Regions from separate parts of the Sus scrofa genome. Here region 2 is linked to region 1. A link is a contact called in public Hi-C data. All regions are on one chromosome and are shown on one strand. The core of a region is the stretch at or near the end of the contact, and the rest is flanking DNA. Distances in the headings are between cores, read along the strand shown. Region 1 has its middle 69 kb from the start of IRF8. Region 2 has its middle 16 kb from the start of EMC8.

The links. Hi-C and Micro-C count contacts between places; a contact is called where the count stands out from the background.
Region 2: a contact with region 1 is called in a Hi-C map of alveolar macrophages, with 5 times the contacts expected there. The contact joins two enhancer-like sites. A contact is called at or near these places in 2 of 5 promoter capture datasets (fetal skeletal muscle and liver), 15 of 47 Hi-C or Micro-C datasets (alveolar macrophages, blood, embryonic fibroblasts and 8 more) and 2 of 2 datasets of contacts at active chromatin or transcription factors (alveolar macrophages and skeletal muscle).

The regions. Positions count from the first base shown.
Region 1 is chr6:2,989,147-2,995,149 of Sscrofa11.1, forward strand. No RefSeq gene overlaps it. Among named protein-coding and RNA genes, the nearest start is that of IRF8, 69 kb to the right of the region's middle. Within about 2 kb of position 2,310, at least 7 of the 83 cell types and tissues checked have an H3K27ac peak or open chromatin away from gene starts, as enhancers often do. A contact at or near this core is called in alveolar macrophages, liver and retroperitoneal adipose tissue, where this site is marked.
Region 2 is chr6:3,119,054-3,125,056 of Sscrofa11.1, forward strand. No RefSeq gene overlaps it. Among named protein-coding and RNA genes, the nearest start is that of EMC8, 16 kb to the right of the region's middle. Within about 2 kb of position 3,553, at least 38 of the 83 cell types and tissues checked have an H3K27ac peak or open chromatin away from gene starts, as enhancers often do. A contact at or near this core is called in alveolar macrophages, liver and retroperitoneal adipose tissue, where this site is marked.

The DNA.
Region 1 (6,003 bases), core at 1,060-3,559:
CGTGGTGGGCAAAGCAGCCCCTGCACGGGGACACCAACCCAGCCCTCATTTCCTCCAAGGCCTTTTTCACACATGTGTGGGCTGCCAGCCAGGCTCTGACTCCTGAGAAACCAACGCCAAAGCAAACCTCCCTCCATTCGCAAGAAGTTTCTGCCTCAGCTCTGTCGATCCCGTGGCTGCTCAGGCCAGGGGGCTGCTTAGAAAAGTCACTTCCTCTATCCAATTTCAGGTTCCCCCACCACGAAGCGAGAGGGTGGATCAAGAGAGGAGCAGTAACTTGTGTTCACCTGCCGTGTTTTCCAGAGAGCCCTGTACAGACAGGTAAACTGAGGCAGAGCTGGTTACACATCTACCCAGGGAGATGCCTCAGCTCTGAGCAGGGCCAGGCTCTGAACCCAGGCTCTCTGCCACCAGCGCCAGGGGCCCAGTCTCCATGCCGGCTGCTTCCGGCAGGTGTTAGTGGCCTTGCTGGTTCCATGTCCTGCTACAGCCTTCACCTCCAAGGTCACGTGCAACGTGAGTGGACGTTCATGCGGCACCATCACCCCTCCCCAGGGTGGGAGCCGTGGTGTCTGGGCTGAGTCTGTACTTGGTTTCCTTCGAGTGAAATATTTAGGGTGGCCTGGCTTCCCTGACATTCAGGAGGACAGAGAGGACGAAGGACTGTCCCCCAGGAGCTGATCCTTCCTCACTGACGACCTCCATCCCCCACCTGCAAAGTGGGGTGATGGGGCTCAAGGAGCTGTCGATCCCCAACCAAGGCCAGCTCCAAACGCCCCTCCTCGGAGAAGGTGACAAGCACAGCCACCCACAGGAAGCCCTTAGCATGTGCTGGCTCGGCCCCAAGCTGATGAGGCCGAGGCTGTTACTCCCCCCGCCATGTCCCTAATGGGGACACCAAGGCACAGAGGGCTGGTAGGGCCTGTGGCTAGAAAGTTGGGAGGGCTAGGAGGTGAGTCCCGCACTGGGGCCCCCAGACCCAGGCGCAGGGCTGCCACGCCACAGACCTCCCCAAGCCCGGTTCCCCAGGAGCCAGGCTGCTCGTGTCCGTGTCCCTGTCCCCGTCATGCTGTGATGCTGCCGGGCAGCCCAGAGGGAAGGTGGCGAGGGCTCCCTCCTCCTTCCCAGGCGCAGAGGGGCAGGGACCCTGCGGGTGGCAGGGCCGCGCTCCCATGTGGCCAGTGCGGGTACAGCCCCACTCCGCGTGGAGGAAGCCACGGCGCGGCTGGGGACAGCACGGGGCAGCTGCACAGCCAGACACCAGGAAGGAAAGCCAGCTGGCCCCACTGCCCTTCCGGGAGGGCGGGACACCCTGAGCAGCGGGCAGCAGGCTGTGCACAGGCGACACCATGCATCCCCGGACCTCCCCTGTGCCAAGGTGGGCGCTTCTCCCCAAGGCAGAGGCCTCAATGCGATGCCCTGGAGTGCAGCAGAGGGACCAGACTCTAGAGACGGAAGATTTCTGGTGGGGGGCCTCGGAGCCACACACACCCCCTCCCCAGTGGCTGCCACCGCTCAGGGCCTTCAGCATAGCCGCTGCCCTCGCTCAGGCCTGGAGAGGAGGCCACGCTGCAAAGGCGCCAGAGGGTTTAGAAGCCTCAAGAGGGCCAGGGGGCCACCTTACAAGCCCAATGTGGGTGAGAAGAAGGGTCCTCCTGCCGAGGCCACAGCTGCCCAGGTGGCTCTGGCTGCTACTCTCCCACAAGGCTATGAGTAGAGCCCTGGGGCCTCAGCCCTGGATCCAGGCTTCCTCATTCCCTGCCCCGGTGCTGTGTGGCCTCAGGAAAATGACTTCACCTCTCTGGACTTCATTGCTCCATTCAGTGGGACTAAAAGTAGCTCTTATAGGCTCCTGGGTTCCGGGGACTGGGGCAATGATGTGCTTAGGACAAGGCCTCGCACAAAGTCCGAGCTCAACAGAGCCCTTGTTTTGTCACTGCTACCTGTCCCCTCCAGGACCGCAGCGGCTCCACACCTGTGCCGAGGGCTTTTCTGACTGTCCTGGGCGAAGAGGCCGCCCTGGCCCTCAAGGAGGGCTGTGGAGCCACACACTGGCCTACACACGAGCACACACAGCCACACACATACACAACCCATGCACACAGCCACATGCACACACAGAGCCAGACCCGCAACCATATGCATATACAACCACACACACACAGCCACACGCACGCACAGACGCACACACACACACAGCCACACCAGCAGTCGCCTCTCCCCTCCTCTCTCGCCTCCCGTGGGCACAGGGTGGGGCGGGCGGTGGGGACGGGGATGAGCAGGGCCCTGTTGCTCAATGCCAGGACCACGCTGGGTCTCAACGGTCAGGGACCCGGCTGTCAGAGTCGGAGGGCCTCGCAATCAGGCCTCTGCGGGCCACAGGCTTTTAATATTTTTAGAGAAGTCGGGTTTCTGCCAAGTTCCTGTGTTTCAGATTCTTCCTGGAGCTGCGTGTTCTGCCCTCCTGAGGTCTCGGCATGCAGAGGGCCTCGGCAGAGCATCACCCAGGCCACCGAGGCTGCCAAGCCACCCTCCGACCTCCCCAGGGGTGCCCGGCCAGGCCGCCCGTGCCCCAGTCCCTCAAGCTCAGGCCAGGCGCTCCAGGGGCCCCGTGTTTTCTGCCTGCCCTCCTCCACCAGCACCCCCAGCTTCTGGTTTTTGGGTTTTGTCCCTGCTGCATTTTTTTTTTTTTTTAATGTGAAAGATCTGGGCCTGACCAGCTGTGAGCCAAGAGGGACATTCATTTCACACTCTGAGAAGATGCCTCCTTCTCGGGCAGGGACAGGCAGCGGGGGTAGACGGTAACCTCCATCCAGAGCCCTTGGGGGCCGTTTTCCTGTTTGTTCTGATGCTCAGATGTGGGCGACCCTCCTTTTTCCAGCATCCTCTGGAGCACAAATCAAAAGTCAGCCCCCAGACTGGCTGAGCACAGGGCCACCCGCAGCTCAGCATGCGGCCGACTGCACAACCTTCTCGGCTGGCGTCGGCCCCGGGGTGCCTACAGACACTGGGTGACAGGCACCATGGTGTGCCTGCCCCTGCTCCAAGAGGGGCACCCGGCTACGAAGCAGGAGAGCCAAGCTGTAAAGTGACGCTCTCATCCATGCAGCTCCTGTGGCTGCCGTGGTGTATGGCCACAGACGGAGCAGCTGGAAGCAGCCCCAGCGTATCATCTCCCTGCACGTCAGAGGTCTCCGTGGGTCCCAGCAGGCTAGAATCAAGCTGTCCGCAGGGCCCTGCTCCTTCTGGAGGCTCCAGGGGGGGATCTGTTGCCTCGTCTTTTCCAGCCTCAGCGGCGCCCGCATCCCTTGGCTCGTGGCCCCTTCCTCCACCTTCAAATCCAGCAGCACAGCAGCTGCCAATCTCTGCCTCAGCTTCTGTCCTCACATCTTTCTCTGACTCTGAGCCCCCTACTTCCCCCCCCCCAGGAGACCTCTGTGGTTACATTGAGCCACCTGGATAATCCAGATTAATCTCCTCACCTCTAAGCCTTTAATCACATCGGCAAAATCCCTCTTGCCATGTGAGATCACACATTCTGGGGGTGAGAACGGGGACATCTTGCGGGGGTCACTATTCGGCCAAGTACACTAAGCCTGGGCAGCTTGCTGGGCGTGATGGGTGCTGGTGATGGTTACCATGGTGATGAGAGTGAGGACGGCGGAGGCGCCGATGGTGATGGTAAGGCTGGTACCCGCCCTTGAGGACCAGTCGGGAGGATCAAATCGAATCAGGTTTATAGCACATCCAGAGATGAGGCGTTTGCAGCTCAGTCTCCATCCTTCCAGGGGGGGAAGGCCTGGGAGGAGAGCTGAGTGGGCTCTTGGCTGAGGAGGATCGAGCCACATAGAAGAAGCCGAGGGTTCCCATTGCTAGAATCCGCTTACGGCGGCCAGAAGACAAAGTGTGCATGCAGGGAGTGCACTTGAACATGGCCCTGGATGCCTTGCTAAGTAACAAATCATGACTGTGTCTATTTTTACCTAACCTTCATCATTCCCAGTGGTGAAAGAGCTGTGACAATTGAGGAAGTGGTGGCTGGACCTTTTTTTTTTTTTTCCTTTTTAATCAAAGTGCAAAACTTTCCTTTAAGCGTCCAGCTTTTCAGCGCATATGCTGGGGCCAGGGCGGGCAGGCAGGGGTGTCAGCTGCTCCCAGAACAAATCCTCTCTTCGTCCCTCCTAACAGGAGGCTGGAGGGCTGCAGCCGGGTCCCTTGGGTCCAGCAGCTGGGTGGCCCTGTGAGCCGTGTGTTGTGACATCGCCAGGGCGGGTCGGGCAAGTGCTTAGGGCTCGGCGTTGGTTTTTAGATTGCCCTCGAAAACTCTCCTTTCATAATGCGGCTCAGAACATTCCCACAAACCGTTACAAAGTATTTTAGGCGACACATTTCTATAACTGTAATGCTCTTTAAGACAATTTTTTTTCCAACTTTGCCCTTTTGCAAAATAACTGTTTCTATACTGATTCAGAAGCTCTTTTTTTCTCAGAATTAGTCTCCGCCAGAATCGCTCCAGCAAACGGCCCTAAAGGGAAAGCTGAGACCAAGACACAATTCCTCTGGGTCCAGCCCAGAGTCCTCCCCCTGGGGACTTTGCCCAAAGCAGCAGAAGCCCCCTCCTTGGCCGAGAACCTTCCCGCTGCGGCGACCGTGCAGGGAAACTCATGCACACGCTACCTTCCCACTCGCTCCGTAACAGAAAAGCCATCCCCACGCGGGACAACCAAGAAACCAAGCCCCGGTTCGGATGTCCTGCGGGCAGGAATCCCAGGCACAGGGTTGGACCACCAGGTCGCCTTCGGGTCCACACGGCTGCGACAAAACCATAAAAATGCTCCCTACGCCAGGTCTAGACACCGCACCACACAGGCGATGCATTCAGCACAGTTCTGCTGTAAAAAGCACACACACTCACAACACCCGCCCCCACACACACATTCACACATGCACCTGCCCAGGAGGGATGCCGAGCCAACCACTGGCATCACTTTCCTCTGGTTGGAAAAACGAGGAGGCAGGACGCCACGATTTTTTCACTTTTCTGCATTTCTCCATTGTTGAAATTTTTGGCAAGAGACACACACATTCCTTGCACGTGCTCCTTATGTTTGTAGGTATTTTCCCTTCGAGACCAATCAAAGGACAATGTCACTGTGCGCCAAGGACCCTAAACTGGATGTTGCCTGTCGTAAAAAAACAAGAAGGGCCATAAACACAGTCATTACCGTTTAATTTAATTGAGCGTTTACTACGTGCTGGGCACTTTTATCACCACTTGGCCTTCATGCCCCCCTTTGCTCCTGAGGCCGTTCTTTGAAGCAGGGGCCATCACACTTCCCATTTTGCGGGTAAGGCATGGATGCCAACTCACAGTTAAGCCATTCGCCCGAAATCACCAGGGAGGCCCATGGCCGGCGGGCCAGCTTCCAACTCAGGAGCCTCCAGTCTGAACCCGACGGCCCCACGTGTCGCAGGAAAAGAAGGCAGAGAGAAGGGGGCAGGAGCTGAGCTGAGAGGCAGGAAGGGAAAGGCGTGGGCCGGGGGCCATGGTGAAGCAGGAAGGGTCCTGCAGACGGCAGAGGGAGGGAAACAGGAGAGGGAGCTTTTGAGCCCGGAGAACATGCACACGTCAAGGGGGGAGCTGGAAAATTCACCTAGAGGCACCTTCTGCAGCTGCAGCTTTGAGATGCCCCATTTGTTATGACGTGCTTCAGTTTTTTTAAAAACCACTGTCATTGGAGTTCCCAGCATGGCACAACAGAAACGAATCCGACTAGTATCCATCAGGATGCAGGTTGGATCCCTGGCCTTGCTCAGTGGGTCAGGGATCTTGCGTTGCCATGAGCTGTGGTGTAGGTGGCAGACATGGCTCGGATCCCGCGTTGCTGTGGCTGTGGTGTAGGCCAGCAGCTGTGGTTCTGATTTGATTCCTATCCTGGGAACCTCCCTAGGCCGTGGGTGTGGCCCTTGAAAGCCAAAAAAAAACCCCCACACTATTGTTGA
Region 2 (6,003 bases), core at 2,303-4,802, 130 kb after region 1:
ATCGAACCCGCAACCTCATGGTTCCTAGTCGGATTCATTAACCACTGAGCCATGAAGGGAACTCCTCAATGTGTCTTAAAAAAAAAAAAAAAAAAAAAAAAAAAAAAAAAAAACCACCTGTGTGTGGAGCCCAATGAAGCAAGGTACACCTGCCCAGGGAAGCAGGCGAGTGTTTACCCCAACACAGCCCACGTCTCTGAACCTGAGCTGTTCATCTGTGCTTCGGGACGAGGTGGGGACCAGATCAGCAGTGACAACGTCTCATCCGATTTCAGAGCCAAGGCAGGCTGGCAAGAATTTTGCAGCATTTTTTTCAGATCAACTTCAGCCTGAGACTCTTGGCATCCAGAAAATCTTAAAAGCTCCCCGGAGGCTAAGCGCGCGATCACGAGCTTGTGCCTGTCCGTGATTCCACACACGTCTAGGGAGGCGATACTCAGCTCTCGGTGGATTCTCAAAGGGGTGGTGACTGAATCTGTGCGTTGGACTCTTTCCGTGATGAGTGACACACAAAAAATTATCCAGCTTGGAGTCCCCGTCCTGGCACAGCAGAAATGAATCCAACTAGGAACCATGAGGACGCAAGTTCGATCCCTGGCCTCTCTCAGTGGCTTAAAGGATCCGGCGTCGCTGTGAGCTGTGGTGTAGGTCACAGACACGGCTCAGATCCCGAGTTGCTGTGGCTGTGGTGTAGGCCGGCAGCTGTAGCTCCGCCTGAACCCCTAGCCTGGGAACCTCCATATGCCACAGGTGCGGCCCTAAAAAGAAAAAAAAATTATCTTGGTTAAACTGACTGGAGTAAATATAGGAGAAAAAAGGAATTTATTGGTTCACGGAAGCAAAAGTTCCTGGAGACACTTGGCTCAGGGCAGGCTGACTGCAGGGCCCAGGTCTCTCTGCAGCTGGGGTGCCACAACCCTCTTTGGCTTCGTCAGTGTCAGGGACTCAGAACAAGCAGCGCCTGCCGTGGGTCTAGCCTCACAGCCTCACCGTTCCTGATGCGGCAGAAAGGGGAGAGGCCCTGGCATCCGGGGGTGTGATGCGGGTCACGTGCCCAAACCCTCCCGGCAGAGGACCAGGACGGTCGGGTGGACGCAGGCCAGGTCCCACCCCAGCCCTGGCCTGGGGGGTGACGGGTCCCCAGCAGAAATCCAAGTGGTGCTGAAGGAAGGGCAACGAAGGTGGCCGGGTCCGAGAAGAAGCCAACTCCTCAGCGAAGCATAAGCTCACGTGGTTGCCATGACCGTCGTGGGTGAGACCTGGCAAGCCTGGTGCTGCCCGCAGGGCGGGCCTAAAGGTGGCCGTGCCATCTGTTTGGGGTTGAATTATGTCCCCAGGAGATATGTTGAAGTTGGTGAGGTCCTCAGCCCTGGTGCCTGTGTGGCCTCACCAGCGAATGGTCTCTGCAGGTGTACTTGGTTAAGATGGGGTCACACAGGCCAGTGGCCCTAAATCCAATGCCACGTGTCCTTAGAAGAGGAAGGAGGGGAGATCAGACGGACACAGGGAAGAGGCCCTGTGAAGACAAAACAGACTGGAGGGAGGCGGCCAGGAGCCCCCAGAACCAGGAAAAAGCAGGAGGGACCCGCACCTGAGCCTCGAGATGGAGCCTGGTCCTGCCACCCCCTGACTTCAGACTTCTGGCTTCCAGGACGGCGGAGAAATAAACTCCTATCTCTCTAAGCGCCCCCAGAGTGGGGTCATCAGTGCAAGAGCCCAGGACGCTCATACACCACACAGCCTTGCCACCTGGCTACGAGCTGAGTGCGTCCAGGCCCCGCAGGTGGGTGCCCAGTCTCTCCAGCCCGTCTCCCCTGCGGCCCCAGAACAGTGGCTCTCCAGACCCATGTGGCTCCCACGCTGGTGTTTTCCAGGGGACCTCAGGGAGGTTTGAGGAAGTGGTGGCCCTAATGGCTGGGAAAGTCCTCCAGGGCAGCCTTGTGACTACTTTGCAGGTGACCCCAGCAGGCTCCTGATCAAAGGGAAAACCCAAGAGCCCCCCTCCAGCCTGGCATGGCCACAGCGGGTACAGAAATGCCTGGGAAGCACCAGAAGCCAACATAGCCACTGGCCAAGAAGCCCCAAACATGGAATTGCTATGAAACCTCCTGCAGGTCACACCTTCTGAAACCCACGTGGGCACCTCCAGCTCAGGCCCTCTGGCATCTGGACACGGACTACCTCAGCGTCCATGGAGAAACTAACTCAAAGCCACCCCTCACCAAGCCAGCCTCAAGAGCCCATGCCCTTTGAGCTTAAGTCCTACCCCACAGCTCTGCCAGGAGCCTCAGGCCACCGTGGTTCAAGGTGGGAGGCCAGGCACTGCAGGTGCATGGATCAGGGTCTAGACACTAACCCCATCATCTACTGGGGTACAGCCCTTGGAAGTTGTTCAGTTTCTCTCGGTGTCCCCATCTGGAAGAGACAGCTACACTTCCTACCTCCCAGGACTGCAGGAAGCTGTAGCTGGGCTAGTACGCAACACAGAGGGGAGCGTTATTATATGACGATGAGACACCCGCTCAGCAAATATTTATCGAGTATCTAATATATGCCAGACAATACCCCAGAAGCTAGGGGAACAGTGGGGAACAAAACAGACACAGGTGTTTCGGAGCTTATGATGGTGAAGAAGAAGAAAGAAGGTGGTGGTCGTGATGCTGAGGCTGGAGACGGTGGGGGAGGAGGATGAAGCTGGGGATGACGGTGGGGATGGGGATGGGGAGGAGCATCATGGTGAAGGAGATGCTGGAGAGGATGAGGATGCGGCGAGGATGGTGAGGGGGACGGGGATGGGGATGGGGGTGGGATGGGGATGGGGGTGGCGGTGGCGATGGGGACGGGGATGGGGATGGGGGTGGGGATGGGGATGGGGGTGGCGGTGGGGGTGGGGATGGGGATGGGGATGAGGAAGAGGATCACAATGACGGCGATGCTGGAGAGAGTGGTGAGGCGGAGGAGAGTGGAGATGTAGCCAAGACCCCTCCCTGGACCACCAGATCCTCAGGAGCAGGAGGAGCTGCACCTTCCACTTTCCACCCGTCCGTGTCTGGCCCAGGGCCTTGTACACAGTACTCGAGAAACGGGTGGAGTTGATAGATGAACTTTTCAAGTCACTCTCAGCAGAGGAGACCCCCCCACCAAGGGGAGGGGGCTCCAACCGGCCGCCATGCGAATCTCTTTAAAGTCGTCTGTTTTATCTTTAAAGTGGAAGGAGCCTCTTTCCACTTTGTGGTGTATGCTTGTTTCTTCTACTTGTAAACAACAGGAACCTTTTTCCAAAACTTTGAAAATAATGCCCCAAGAATACATGTCCTGTTTATTCCTGTGGCTTTTGAGAAACTAACCACACACACAGCACACGCACACACGCAGCCCCCTAGGCCACCCCCACACACACTGGAGGTCCGCAGAGCCCAGGGCCAGAAGCACGACCCCAGTCTGTCAAGGCTCCGAGCAGATGCGCCTCTCCCAGTGGCAGTGGGCCGCAGCAGGAAGGGCACTGGCCCTGGAGGCGGCTGCAAGGCTCCACCCTCTTGGCAGGAAGGCAAGGAGGCTGAGCCAAAGGCTCTGAAAAGGAAACTGGGAACTTTGCTGCCCCCTTAAAACCTGGCATTTCCATAGCAGGTGCCCCGTCACCATCACACGGACTCTGGAGGACAAAGCAGCAGCGAGGGTCCTGGAACTCGTGGCATTTAGGGAGCTGCTGCTCTGCGTGGCTAGAGCCTCGGGATGTGCTCAGGGGTCCTGCCAACTCCCCAGGGACAGCCTCTCCAACAACGAAACCAGGCAGGAAGAGGGCAGGACACTCCCGGGCTGCTGGGCAGACCAGAACCCCGGCGGAGAGGGGCTCCATGCTGTGCCACCACCATCCCCCACGGCCCCCAGGCTCCCTGAGTTTCTGTTTCCCCCTTTCTGAAGGGAGCCCTCCACGCCGCCTCGCAGGCGGTTTTCGGTCCTGTTACATAACATTCGCCCTCAAAGCGTGGAGGTGGGAAGCAGCTCACCGGCAACGCGATGACACAGTGGAATTTACTGAGCCGATGACAACGCGTGTCACCCGATTCCCCAAGATGGGGGTGGGGGTGGGGGGGTCCTGTCCTTCCCATGCCAGGAGTTTGGCACCAACGAGGAAATGGACGAAGGGGGAGACAGTGAAGCTCAGTTCGTCCCTTGCCAGTGTCGGGAGGCTGATCTGAAAAGCCTGGAAGAGCCAGTGGATCTGCCTGGGGGGTGGGGGGGGGCAATTTTACTCCCGATGCGCGGAAATAATTATTTCTGTATCAAAACAGACACGGCAGTATCATGGGGCAAAAGAGCAAATTCCCATGGATTTTCACCATCAAACACAAGACTTTGGAAGGCATGCCACACACCCGGCAGCACAATTCCGGTCACTGCCCTGCACTCCAGGCTGCACAAACCCCCTGGCCAACTTTTGAGCAGACAAGTCTGACAAGAAGGAAAAATTGCTTTTACTGCAGAGCCAGCCACTGGGGCTCCAGGACAAGGATGGAGCCCGGATGCCACCTGGTGTTCATTTGGGGTGTGGCAGCCAGTTTTGTGACACTGTCAGATTCAGATGCCCACGGGAGGAGGGTGGGAGGGTTCCTCCTTCGCAAGAGGACCTCTGCATTGACCGACCTTCCCACCCCACCACCGCCAGACTGCTGCAGCACCCGGGGCCCCCCTTTGTTAAAGGCCTGGCCTCCAGAGCACGCTTTGTGCCCCTAGAGATCCTGGTCCAGCAGCCCTCAGTTAGGCAGAGGTCTCTGTTTTCACCCAGTTTCCCAGGCAACGTGGGAATGAATGCAGAGGTTTGAACTTGCACTTGAATCACCTGGGGCAGACTTTAAACCCTGCAAGTGCCCCCGAGGTAAGACCCCGCCTCAGCACCTTCACACACCTGCCTAGGGGACCCTAGGCGTGGCCTGAGCGGACAACACTGGCATAGAGACTTGTTTCCCCTGAGTTTCCTGGTAAGATCCCGGCATCTTACCAGGAGGGACGCCGGCAGTGAACCGGGCTCCTTAGCTGGGGAAGCAGCTCTCAGTCCTGGGACCAAGGAGCTCAGGGACAGGGGTCCTGCGTCTGAGGATTATCCCCTGCTCCTGCCAGGGCTTTGTCAGGACACCCTAAGTGTTCTGTTTTCAGCTTTTTTTCAGCAGATCATAGAAATTCCAAAGAGCTTTTTTTTTTTTTTTGGCCTTTTGCCTTTTGTCTTTTTAGGGCCGCACCTGCAGCATATGGCATGTGGAGATTCCCAGGCTAGGGGTCCAATCGGAGCTGTAGCCACTGGCCACAGCCACAGCCACAGCAATGCAGGATCCAAGCCACATCTGCGACCTACACCACAGCTCACTGCAACATCGGATCCTTGACCCGTCACTGAGTGAAGCCGGGGATTGAACCCGCGTCCTCACGGATGCCGCCGGGGTTCATTAACCGCTGAACCACGATGGGAACTCCCCAAAGAGCTATTTTTTGCCACAGTAAGATCAGTGACATTAGGGATGCAGGGCTCGAAGGCTACAACTGGGACAATCCTGGGAAAAGCAAGCTAAGCTGGGCGCGCTCACCCTCAGACCTGCCTCAGACTAGCAGTAACTTGTTCCAGGATTCGCCGCGTGTGTGTCTGTGAGTGGCCACAGGACAGTCTAGCAGATTCTCGAAGGGTCTGTAATCCCTGCGGATGGCAATCCTGCCTCCACGCTTCCCCCGGCGCACGCCTGCTGGTGTGCAGGGCTGAATCTGGCAAAAGCACGCCTACGTTTTATGGAGGCGTGAGATTCCAAACATCCACCCCAAGCGGGGTGCTGCCCCCAGCGAGGGCCTAGGAAAGGAAGGCTCAGGAGGTCCCCCGTCACCTGGAGTGCAGCAGACGTCCGAGCTGAGCTGGTTTTGCTGCTGACTTTTGGTCTGGTTGAGGGGTGGGGAGAAAGCGTGGTTAGAGCACAAAAGATGTGGAAACAGTTTGCAAAGGCCCTGAGAGGCTGCCCCATT